Linked DNA regions of Mus musculus: all the other regions are linked to region 2. A link is a contact called in public Hi-C and promoter capture Hi-C data. All regions are on one chromosome and are shown on one strand. The core of a region is the stretch at or near the end of the contact, and the rest is flanking DNA. Distances in the headings are between cores, read along the strand shown.

Evidence for each region. Promoter capture Hi-C pulls out the DNA fragments that hold promoters and counts their contacts. A called contact is a pair of places that touch in the nucleus more often than the background predicts.
Region 1: a contact with region 2 is called in a promoter capture Hi-C map of stem cell-derived epiblast-like cells, with 2.5 times the contacts expected there. The contact joins the enhancer-like site here to the promoter of Nap1l2 in region 2. A contact is called at or near these places in 13 of 39 promoter capture datasets (the 3T3-L1 cell line, 3T3-L1-derived adipocytes, cranial neural crest and 8 more).
Region 3: a contact with region 2 is called in a Hi-C map of cerebral cortex, with 3 times the contacts expected there. The contact joins the promoter of Chic1 here to the promoter of Nap1l2 in region 2. A contact is called at or near these places in 5 of 39 promoter capture datasets (cranial neural crest, hippocampal neurons, liver and 2 more), 2 of 484 Hi-C or Micro-C datasets (cerebral cortex and cranial neural crest), 2 of 115 datasets of contacts at active chromatin or transcription factors (embryonic forebrain and neural tube) and 1 of 9 other capture datasets (adipose tissue).

The regions. Positions count from the first base shown.
Region 1 is chrX:103,403,124-103,406,747 of GRCm38.p6, reverse strand. It overlaps a transcript of Chic1 not described here. Among named protein-coding and RNA genes, the nearest start is that of Tsx, 9.5 kb to the left of the region's middle. Within about 2 kb of position 1,542, at least 23 of the 459 cell types and tissues checked have an H3K27ac peak or open chromatin away from gene starts, as enhancers often do. A contact at or near this core is called in stem cell-derived epiblast-like cells and trophoblast stem cells, where this site is marked.
Region 2 is chrX:103,184,504-103,187,975 of GRCm38.p6, reverse strand. Nap1l2 (nucleosome assembly protein 1-like 2) reads left to right here and starts at 1,323. Exons shown (of 1, transcript NM_008671.3): 1 at 1,323-3,472. The coding sequence starts at 1,666. The coding sequence ends at 3,048. The region is part of intron 5 of 4930519F16Rik (RIKEN cDNA 4930519F16 gene); the gene reads left to right.
Region 3 is chrX:103,354,715-103,358,285 of GRCm38.p6, reverse strand. It overlaps Chic1 (cysteine-rich hydrophobic domain 1), which reads right to left and starts at 1,810. Exons shown (of 6, transcript NM_009767.2): 1 at 1,397-1,810. The coding sequence starts at 1,701.

The DNA of each region.
Region 1 (3,624 bases), core at 293-2,792, 220 kb before region 2:
GATCCCCTGGAACTGGCTATGAGCCACCTGGTGGGTGATGGGAATGGAACCGGGCTCCTCTGAAAGTCAGGGCTCTTAAATACTAAGCCAGCTCTTCAGCCTGATATTAGCTTCCTTAATAGTTATTTCTTACCCATCTCAGTTCCTGATCCATTATCCTGTGACTATCAGAGAAAAACCATTTGGAATGTATTAATTTAACAAATCCTCAATTTCCATGACCCAAAACATTAAATAACATTTGAGACTTATAGCTGAGATTTTTCCACTTGCCTGTAACCTGTTATCTCCATAATGTGTTTAAAAAGTGTGTTGGTTTGTGACTTTCTTCTTCCTGAGCTGCAATCACTTCTACTTGGCTTCAGAATAAGCTCTGTCTTACCCTCTTTGAGGTAAGAGTGGTATTTTTGTGTCAACAATTATAACAGCACAAATAGACGGACACAAATGGGCTAAGGGATTCTGATACTACTTCATTCACTACAGATATTGTTATTCTAGGTTTGAACTCTGCCCCTTTCTAGGCATCACTTAGTTTTCTTACCTAGCACATCAGGGTATTGGGGAAAAAAAATCAGTTAACCTGTACACCAGAATTACCTGGCCAAGGTAGGAAAGCGGGGAGGGCTAAAAACAGATGCCCGATTACTACATCATAGAGATTCTGTTTGGGGATAGGTCCTAAATACCAAAGTTTATTACTTTCCCCAACTAGATCTCACAAGTTCAACTGTATGGGAGTCTATCAGTTGGCCCTTTGGTGAAGGCAGTTTTAAAGATAAACAAGTCATTTTCATGAAGATTGACAAAAGAAGCTTTGGGGACAGATTAGAGACTAAAAGAAATGGTGGAAGTGGCTAGGGTATAGCTTAGTTGGTAGAGTGCTTGCTCATTTCAGCCCACTCTTACATTTCATAACCTGGGAAACTAAGCTTACATAAATCAACTTTGCCAATACTGACTTTGATAGAATACAACTGTAGCAATTCCAACTAGAGTGGAGGTAGGAGGATCAGAATTCCAGCTATATAGTGAGTTCAAGGCCAGCCTGGGATCTATGAGACTTGGGACCAGGGTGGAAGACAGCCAGAGTCCACAGGCCTACCCTTTGGGGACTGGGGTAAACACTACTACAGTGAGCAAGTATGTGGTGAAAAGATGGCAGAGAAGGAGAAGCAGAGCAGTTTGTGTTCTATGAAGAGAGGTAGAACTATGAGGAACAGCCTGATGTGAGAGGCTTGCACAGCCACCATGATGATGTTTGGGACTGTGCTGCCGCCAAAGGCCATGTATGCTTCTGTGGCCCTATAGCAGCAGGCATCAGTGTCAATGACCATGGCCCATGTTACCACTAAAGGCCACATGGGAGTGCACGGTCTCACACGCCATCAGAGGAAATGTTGCTGTTTGAGGGCAGTACCCAGCCGCCGCCTCGCCCCGCCCCACCCCCCTTGCACGCTGAGGCACCTGGGAGAGCTGGCCCCGCCCCAGTGTGGGGCAGTGCAGGAGGGCTGGCCCCGCCCCTTGCCTGGCCTTAATTGCGTGAGCGGGAAAGCTGGCCCCTCCCCTTGCTCGCTGAGGAACCTGGGAGAGCTGGCCCCACCCTTGCTCATTGAGGCACTTTGGAGAAGGAGGCCCCGCCCCTTGCCATGGCCATGAGGGCTAGTGGGCTGACCAACTCAGCTACCACTCAGGCCCAGATCCAAGGCTTTAGGTTAGCCCACCCCAACACATAACCTATCTATGATCTGCTGAAGTGCGTGCAGGGGGTCTGTCTGCAGAACCAAAACTGCAGAGTCTTTGTGACACAGGGCAACAGTAGGATATCCTAGAGAAGTCTCTGTGAGGGTCTGGTTTTGATGATGTAGCAGAAGTCAGAGGCCTCGAACCAGACCAATGACTCATTGCAATAAACATTTGCAAGTTAACATGTGTGGAGAAGGGTTGGAGAGATGGCTCAGCGGTTAAGAGCACTGACTACTCTTCCATAGGTCATGATTTCAAATCCCAGCAACCACATGGCTCACAACCATCTGTAATGAGATCTGATGCCCTCTTCAGGGGTGTCTGAAGACAGCTACAGTGTATTTATATATAAATAAATAAATCTTAAGAAAAAAAAGATGTGTGGACAAAAGGGTATAGTGTGAGACACACTGTGACACACTGCAGATTCCACAGCAAGGTTTTTTTTTTTTTTTAATTTTAAAAATATTTTTAGGGGGCTGGAGAGATGGCTCAGTGGTTAAGAGCACTTGACTGTTCTTATGAAGGTCCTGAGTTCAAATACACATGGTGACTTACAACCATCTATAATGGGATCTCACACCCTCTACTGGTGTGTCTAAAGACAGCTATAGTGTACTTAGATATAAATAATAAATAAATCTTTAAAAATACTTTTAGTTTTTTTGGGGGGAGGGGAGGTTGCTAGAGTGGAGGGTTGATATGCAGGGATGGTAAGATTAGTGGGATTGGAGTGCAGGATGTGAAATTCACAAAGAATCAAAAATGGAAAAAGCAGGAAGAGGGAGGATAAATAACAGGGTATTTTTTTTTCTTTTTACTGGTTCTCCATTTTACTTCCTGTTATTCATCAAGTGGCTCACAACTTTCTTTACCTTCACAAAAGCTCCCAATTTGCAATTCACTTTCTATGTATCACCTTCTCCCCCACCTCCCCCTTTGAGATGAGAGTCCAACTCTTGCTGTTCTGGAACGTGCTGCGTATACCAGGCTACCCGGAAACTCACAGAGATTTGAGTTTATGCCTACTTAGTGCTGGGATTAAAGTCCTGTATCATCATACCCCCTTTTAAAAAAAGAAACATGTATTCTACTTCGTATCTTTGTGGTTTAGCAACCTTGTATAATGCTAGATCTCAAAGGCTTGAAAATCAAGAGTAGACCAGGCTAGAGATAAGCAGCAGTCAGCTCACCTAATGATACAACATGCATTTTGTCATTTCTCATCTCGGGCCTTTTGCTGATCCTTTGCAGTCCTTTCAAGATCCAGGTTCTGTATTAGGAACTGAAACATACCCAAGATCTCTTTCTACTCATTGGTAAGTCAGCTTTGAATACACATGCTATAGTTTCCCAATTTCTTCTTTTCCCCGTGGGGGGGGGGGGGTCTCTTGCTTCTATGTATTTCTTTGGCTGGAAAATGATAGCAAATCGAGTGTTACCTTACTGGATCTCAATTTCAGTCGTGTCAATATTAGAGCCCAAAAAGTCTGAAACAAGACAGATTTCTTTGCAAAGACGTTGGACAAGTGGACACAGGCAAAGAAGAGCACAGCAGCTAACTGATCAGTTCAAGGCCCGTTGATAGGTATTTAAAGTATTAGTGGTAGCAGGAAGAGGGGCTCTGAATCCCCTAACTAAGGAGGTATTGACAGTGGATAGCAGCTGTTGGCAGAGGGAAATTCAACTTTAAGAGTGTGGCCCTTGGTAGTTGCAGTGAACGGGCAGGCCCACACCCAGGTAAATTTGGACAGCACAAACTGGACTTGTGGTTTGTCTGTCTGTCTATCTATCTATCTATCTATCTATCTATCTATCTATCTATCTATTAAAAAGAGGACTCAATGTTGAGAAGGAATGAAGTGGTTAGGGATTGGT
Region 2 (3,472 bases), core at 74-2,573:
TTTCTGTATTTTAAGCTATCTCAATCGGTATGAAATAGTATCTAGTTATGATTTTGACTTATATTTACATAACTAATGATACTGGTCATCTTTAAAAACAAATTTTGAAAAATTTCTTTATTATTGGATGGGTGTCATCAAGGTGAGTTCTAAGGAACATGTGTGGCAGCCAGGGTGCAACTGGACAGAGTCAGTTCTCTCCTTCAACATTTGCATGGCTTTAGCATTTTCCAGGTTTATACAACAAGCACCTTCACCCACCAAGATATCTTACTGCCCCTTTCCTAGAGGAAATTTTAATTTACTGCATAGTCTTCTATTGCATGAATCTTCTATCATATATTTAACTCTCTCTTTAGTGCTAATATTTTTATTATTTCCAATAAACTTCAAAATGTCAAGCAAATTCTGTGATTTTAAAAAACAAAATAGTACTTTATATTTGGTTTTTCTTTGTAAAATTCCTAATGGCTTTCCTTTTGTTTGTTTTGTTTTTGGGTTTTTAAGACAAAATTTCATGTAGTCCAAGCTAACCCAGAACTGCTATATGTGGAGGCTACTCCTGAACTTCTGATTTTCCATCTCAGTGCTGTGATTACAGGCTAAAACAACATCACATAAGGGAAAGTGGAAAGACAGTTTAGGACTGGGGTATTATCCTATACGCTCACTAGTCATATAGCTGGCTCTTTTACAAAAGGCTTCAACACCCCTCCCCCCACACTTTAGTCATCCGTCATCTCTTCCTCATCAGGAAATATTATGAGAATTTTCCCATTTAAAATCACACAGGTTGTGAAAATTACAGAAACCAGGGTACAGAATATTTAAACCACTGTCAGTTACATCATCCAAAGGCCACCTATGCTTATTTTTGGTAATTTTAAACCTCAAAGGATCTCTTTGTGGGCTCCTCCACTACCCTCCTCTCTTTCCCAGAGCCTCAGGTTATAACCAAAGGGATAGACTAAAGACAATCCAGTACCTTGCCCATTTTTTTCATTCCTTGTCACTGTTTCCATATAGCTCTTTTGAAATTATGAACATATAGTATCAGTTGAAAACGGAATGAATGATACTGCATTTCTGCAAAATTCCACAGGCTATAGGGTGGAAGATGAGCCATAGGTGGAGGAATCAGCCATATTAGAGAATCTGGGAAGGCAAGAGGTGTTGAAATTTTGATTCATCTACTAATTTACTGGCTCAGGATTTGTCAATCACTGCAGCCTGGCAAATGAGATTAGAGAAGAGTCCTGGGAGGGAAGGGGTGACGCAGCAACCTGCATACACTTAAAAAAAAAGAGCTGAGAGACAACTGCGTAATCATACTGCGGCACCAGTTCCTCCATCCCTCCGCCCCCGAGTGGCTGGAGCAGCTGCTTGCGGAGGTCTGCCCACTGCGGCTCTCTGCAGTCTCTAGCCTGTTCCTTCAGGGCCTAGAGTCTCCGCCCAGACAGCCGGTTTCAATTCTGCTATCCCAGCTTCAGCACCGTCTTTTATCCCCACTGCTTGCTGCCTGCCATCAGTGCAGCCGCCGCCGCCTCTTGGTTCATCTCTGCCAGATCATCGCGCATCTGCTGTATTGGTGAGTCTTCCTGCGGAGGTCAGGTCTCCTGATCTGCGGGCTTAGCCACCATAAGTGCAGGCGATCGTTTGAAAACAATGGCTGAATCAGTCGACCATAAAGAACTGTCTGAATCCAACCAAGAAGAGCTTGGCAGCCAGGTAATGGCGGAGGGGCCCGGGGAAAGTCAGGACCGCAGTGAAGGTGTCTCCATTGAGCCTGGAGATGGCGGGCAACATGGTGAAGAAACCGTGGCTGCTGGAGTAGGGGAAGAGGGAAAAGGTGAAGAAGCTGCTGCAGGGTCTGGGGAAGATGCTGGGAAGTGCGGAGGCACTGATGAGGACTCAGACTCAGACCGTCCAAAAGGACTTATCGGTTATCTTTTAGATACCGATTTCGTTGAAAGTCTCCCAGTGAAAGTTAAGTGCCGAGTGCTAGCTCTTAAAAAGCTTCAAACAAGAGCTGCCCATTTGGAATCCAAATTCCTGAGGGAATTTCATGACATTGAAAGGAAGTTTGCTGAAATGTACCAACCCTTACTAGAAAAAAGACGACAGATCATCAATGCAGTCTATGAGCCCACAGAAGAGGAATGTGAGTATAAATCGGACTGTGAGGACTATTTTGAGGAGGAGATGGATGAGGAGGAAGAGACTAACGGCAACGAAGACGGTATGGTGCATGAATACGTGGATGAAGATGATGGTTATGAGGACTGTTATTATGATTATGATGACGAGGAAGAAGAGGAGGAGGAAGATGACAGCGCTGGGGCCACCGGAGGAGAAGAGGTTAACGAAGAGGATCCTAAGGGGATTCCGGATTTTTGGTTGACTGTTTTAAAAAATGTTGAAGCACTCACTCCTATGATTAAGAAATATGATGAGCCTATTCTGAAGCTGCTGACAGATATTAAAGTGAAGCTTTCGGATCCCGGGGAGCCTCTCAGCTTCACACTCGAATTTCACTTCAAGCCCAATGAATATTTTAAAAATGAGCTGTTGACAAAGACTTATGTGCTGAAGTCAAAGCTTGCATGCTACGATCCCCACCCTTATAGGGGAACTGCCATTGAGTACGCCACTGGCTGCGACATAGATTGGAACGAAGGGAAGAATGTCACTTTGAGAACCATCAAGAAGAAGCAGAGACATCGCGTCTGGGGAACTGTCCGAACTGTGACTGAAGATTTTCCCAAGGACTCTTTCTTCAATTTCTTCTCTCCTCATGGGATCAGCTTAAATGGAGGGGATGAAAATGATGATTTTTTACTTGGTCATAATCTGCGTACTTACATAATTCCAAGATCAGTGTTATTTTTCTCAGGAGATGCACTTGAATCTCAGCAGGAGGGTGTAGTTAGGGAAGTTAATGACGAAATATATGACAAAATTATTTATGATGATTGGATGGCTGCAATTGAAGAGGTTAAAGCCTGTTGCAAAAATCTTGAGGCATTAGTAGAAGATATTGATCGTTAAAACAGAGTAGATGCTTTTGAAACTAACTGCTCTACATGCAGTTACTGAAGACATAAGCAGTTAATATTGTCTTGTGTTCTGCATTTTTTCCTGTCATGCCAGTTTAAAAATTCAAATACTAATTAATCTGACCTTGCATTGTAGTGGTATGATGTTTTCAAGACATGTAGACTGTGATAAATGATTAAGACATTAATAGTCTGTAGTATAACCCTTCTGAAGTCCTTGTGCCATGTATCTATTAATCTGTGGCTGTGAATATTATTAGAAGTGCTAAATGAGATTATTTGTTTGCAAAGAAAATATTGGAAACCTACCTAAGAGTGCTTTGCTATTTTCCCCCTTATCCTCTTAGTGCTTTGGCCAATTGACTTTATTGTGCCTGCTTCATTTTGCAGTAAATATGCAGTAGAATTTAAAACTT
Region 3 (3,571 bases), core at 561-3,060, 170 kb before region 2:
TCTGCAAAAATCTTGGACTAAGAAAAAAAACTGTCTTCAAATTACCTAATAAAAAATAAGGCCCAAAAGTCACCTCCAAAGCCTTCCACAATTGACAAACATTTGGTAATACATACATTCAATGATTTAAAAGGTGTATTACAGTCAAAATAGTTAACATGTTAAAAATTAAGAGATAGCGTACACACTGGATGATTTCGTACTAGCACTCAATTGAGTCAAAGGGACTATGTGAGCCATGATAAAAATTAAAGAGAGTGTGACTTGATAGGAAGGCGCAAATATAGTTTGAAAATGCAGTAAAAGACACCACAGTCAAGAGCATGAACACGACACCATATTCAAACTCTCAAGTATGTGCAATCCAAGCAATAAAAATGAGGAAGCACTCTTCAAAGCCCAGTGATCAATTTTTTTCTTACTGTGCAACAAAGATGATAAGAAGTCCTTGCACACTTTATTTCCTTAAATATGACATAGGATTCAATGTAAAAGAAGTCATCTGGGTTGAGTTTTAAAGAAATTAAACTCAATTCATTAAGGGCTAATTTCTATATACTTAATATACTTAATATTTGTATATTTAATGTCTGGACATACACGATTCCCTGTAGACATCTTAAATTATTTCAGAGCCAAAGGGGGTTAGAAACCACGCACTCAGAACCCTTCATTTTGGAGATGAGGAACCCAAGGCCTGGAAGTAAGAATCAACTGACCAAGGTCACAGTGCCAGTAAGAAGGGAAACTGAGATTTAGCAACCAAGATCTCTCACTCTGTATCCATTGCTCTTTCTACTTTGCATAGGTTCCTATTAACCTGAAACTCTAAGGATATGATATTAAAGGAACGTCAGAGTAGTGCGTTCAACAGAGAAAGGATGACGATATTCATTCATTAGGTAGGAAGAATGGATGGACAAATATGTGGGTGGATGAATACTTATATTATTCACAAAATGCATCACATTTTTGTTTTGTTTTGTTTTTGAAGAACCCAAACCTAGATCATGTCACCTGCCACAGCAGTCGCCGTTTTCCACTAGCCATCAATCTTGGCAGCAGAGAAGTCTAGTACATCCTGCAGTTTAGAGACTATTCACTTGCCAGCGCACGAACGAGCAGATCGCCCCTACTTCAGTCTCTCTGGCTCCCTACCCTGCAACTCCATGTCCTATGCTCACTCTTTCCTCAGGGTCGATGCAGCGTTATCTCCCACCCCCTTCTTTTACACGATACCTATTCAACCTGCGGTTTTGCCATTTTGACCAGGTGCCCTTTGCTAAGAGTACGCTTTAGTCAGCCCTCCCCCCACTCCGCAGGCCCCTCAATGCCCTTCTCATTCGGTTTGTCGTCAAATCTCAGCCTCTGCAAGCCCCCGACCCCAATCGCTTACACAGTGATGTGGCCGGCGCCGCGCACCAACACAGGGTCTGGGGCATATCTCCGCAGATGCTCCTCGCTCACTACCCGAGGCGGGGGCGGCACCTCCTCCTCCTCTTCTTCCTCGTCCTCCTCCTCTTCATCCTCCTCTTCTTCCTCCTCCTCATCTTCCTCGTCCTCATCGGGCCCAGATACCGACGACGACGACGACGACGACGGAGACGACGATGGAGACGACGACGATGTTGCTGCCTCTTCTTCTTCCTCCAATTCCGAGATGGTGTCGAACTCCGCCATGTTGGGCAGCAGGATGCTCATCACGTGACCGCACGATAGCCGCCACTCTCCCGGAGAAGAGTTTGAACCTGCGGAGCTGCTGGGAGAGGAGGGGGAACAGACTGAAGAGAAAGAGGAGGGGGCGGGGAAAGCGCTTGAGGAGACGCGCCTGCGTGTTGGGTAGATGGCGCGGGGGTTGGAGGCGGGGGCATGAGGGACCAGGGAGTAAATTCGGTGTACGCTTGCGCGCCTCCAAGGGGAGGGGGCCGGTAGAGGTGAACTCCAGGGAATTCTCGAGGTCCGGTCTGCGGGTGCTGATCTTCATACTGCGTTTCGGACGTCAGTCTCTTGTACACAGGGGACGTTCTCGTTTTAGTGTCTGTTAATTAATGCGGGATATATTTGCCTTTATGCAGACAGTTGAGGTAAAGCAAATTCTATAAAAGAGAGTTTAGGACATTGCCCAAAATATCTCAAGGTACGCATATGTCATTCCCTTACGCAGAGATTGTTCAATTCTGAGAAAAGGGTAAACATTTTTCAAAGGAGGAAACTTTCTATTAATTTCTTACGTTGAATGGTACTTTGCGGACTTGCTAAGCATCATAGACTGTGCTAAGTGCTCTGTGTACTTATCTCATTTAATCTCCCCACAACCCTATGAGGGGTGTACCACATTGAGTCTCATATCACACAAGGGCAATCTATATACAAAGAGAATAAATAATTTGTCCAAAGACATGGAACTAATAAATGACAATGAGCTTTTAAATCCAGAGTCTCGTCTGACTCCCAAAGCTCTGTTCTTTTAGCCAAACAGCCATGGTGCCTAAAGTTGATTGGAAAGAATGGGCGAAGTGGTGCATTTTGGTTGGTTCTTATAAATAAGGATACACAGGTTTGCAATGGGTGTTCTGAAGCCGGCATAGTGGCACATACCTCTAAGCCCAGCATTTGGGAGGCAGAAGCAGGAGAATCTTTTGAGCCTAGCTTACAGAGCTCATTCTAGGACAGCTAGGGTTACAAAGAGAAAAAGAGAAACCCTTCTGGGAAGGGAGGGAGGGAGGGAGAGAGGGAGGGAGAAAGAGAGAGAGAGAGAGAGAGAGAGAGAGAAGGGAGAGAGAGAGAGAGAGAGAGAGAGACTGGGGTTGGAGAAGAGGAGCTGTAGAGTGTGCAGCAGAGGGTATGCCAGTTTAGAGACACATTAATTAACGTCACCCATTCTATAGATTCCAAGCTGTATTCTTTCAAATACCATAGCTCATGTAATTCAAACACTCTTGTGAGGTAGGCATCTTTATATGTCTTTTATAGATGAAGAACTGATGGGCTGGAGAGATGGCTCATCAGAAGCACTGGCTTTTCCAGAGGGGCCTGGTTCAATTCCCAGCACCCACATGCCTGCTCACAAGTGTCTGTAACTCCAGTTTCTCCAGGGATCTGACACCCTTACATAGGCATACCTGTAGGCAAAACACTGATGTACATGAAGTTAAAAAAATCATTAAAAAAGAGGAAGAGTTGAATATCAGAAAATTTAAACAATTCATTCAGGTCGGTAGTGACTTGCTCTCTTTTTTTTCCCATTCAAACATTCTACCTCATCTTTACATTGCTAAAATACATAGATTACCTATTTTGAGTTACTAGGTAATGCACCAACTGGTTCATATCTGTCAGTGGCACCGAATTTTGCAATTAAGACTATAAAGTTGTGCAGCTCCTCTGTAATAGAATAAATATTGAGGTCCTCTATACTAATACCAGCTTTTCTTCTCCTTCAGATGTAGTAGAGCATCCATTCTGACAGAACTGGGGGTTTAGAATGAGCCTGGTATCAGCAGAATAGTGGTAATAAGCAAAATATTTGGGCATATGAGGAGGGGAGTAATCTGTTATAAGAGAGATTGTT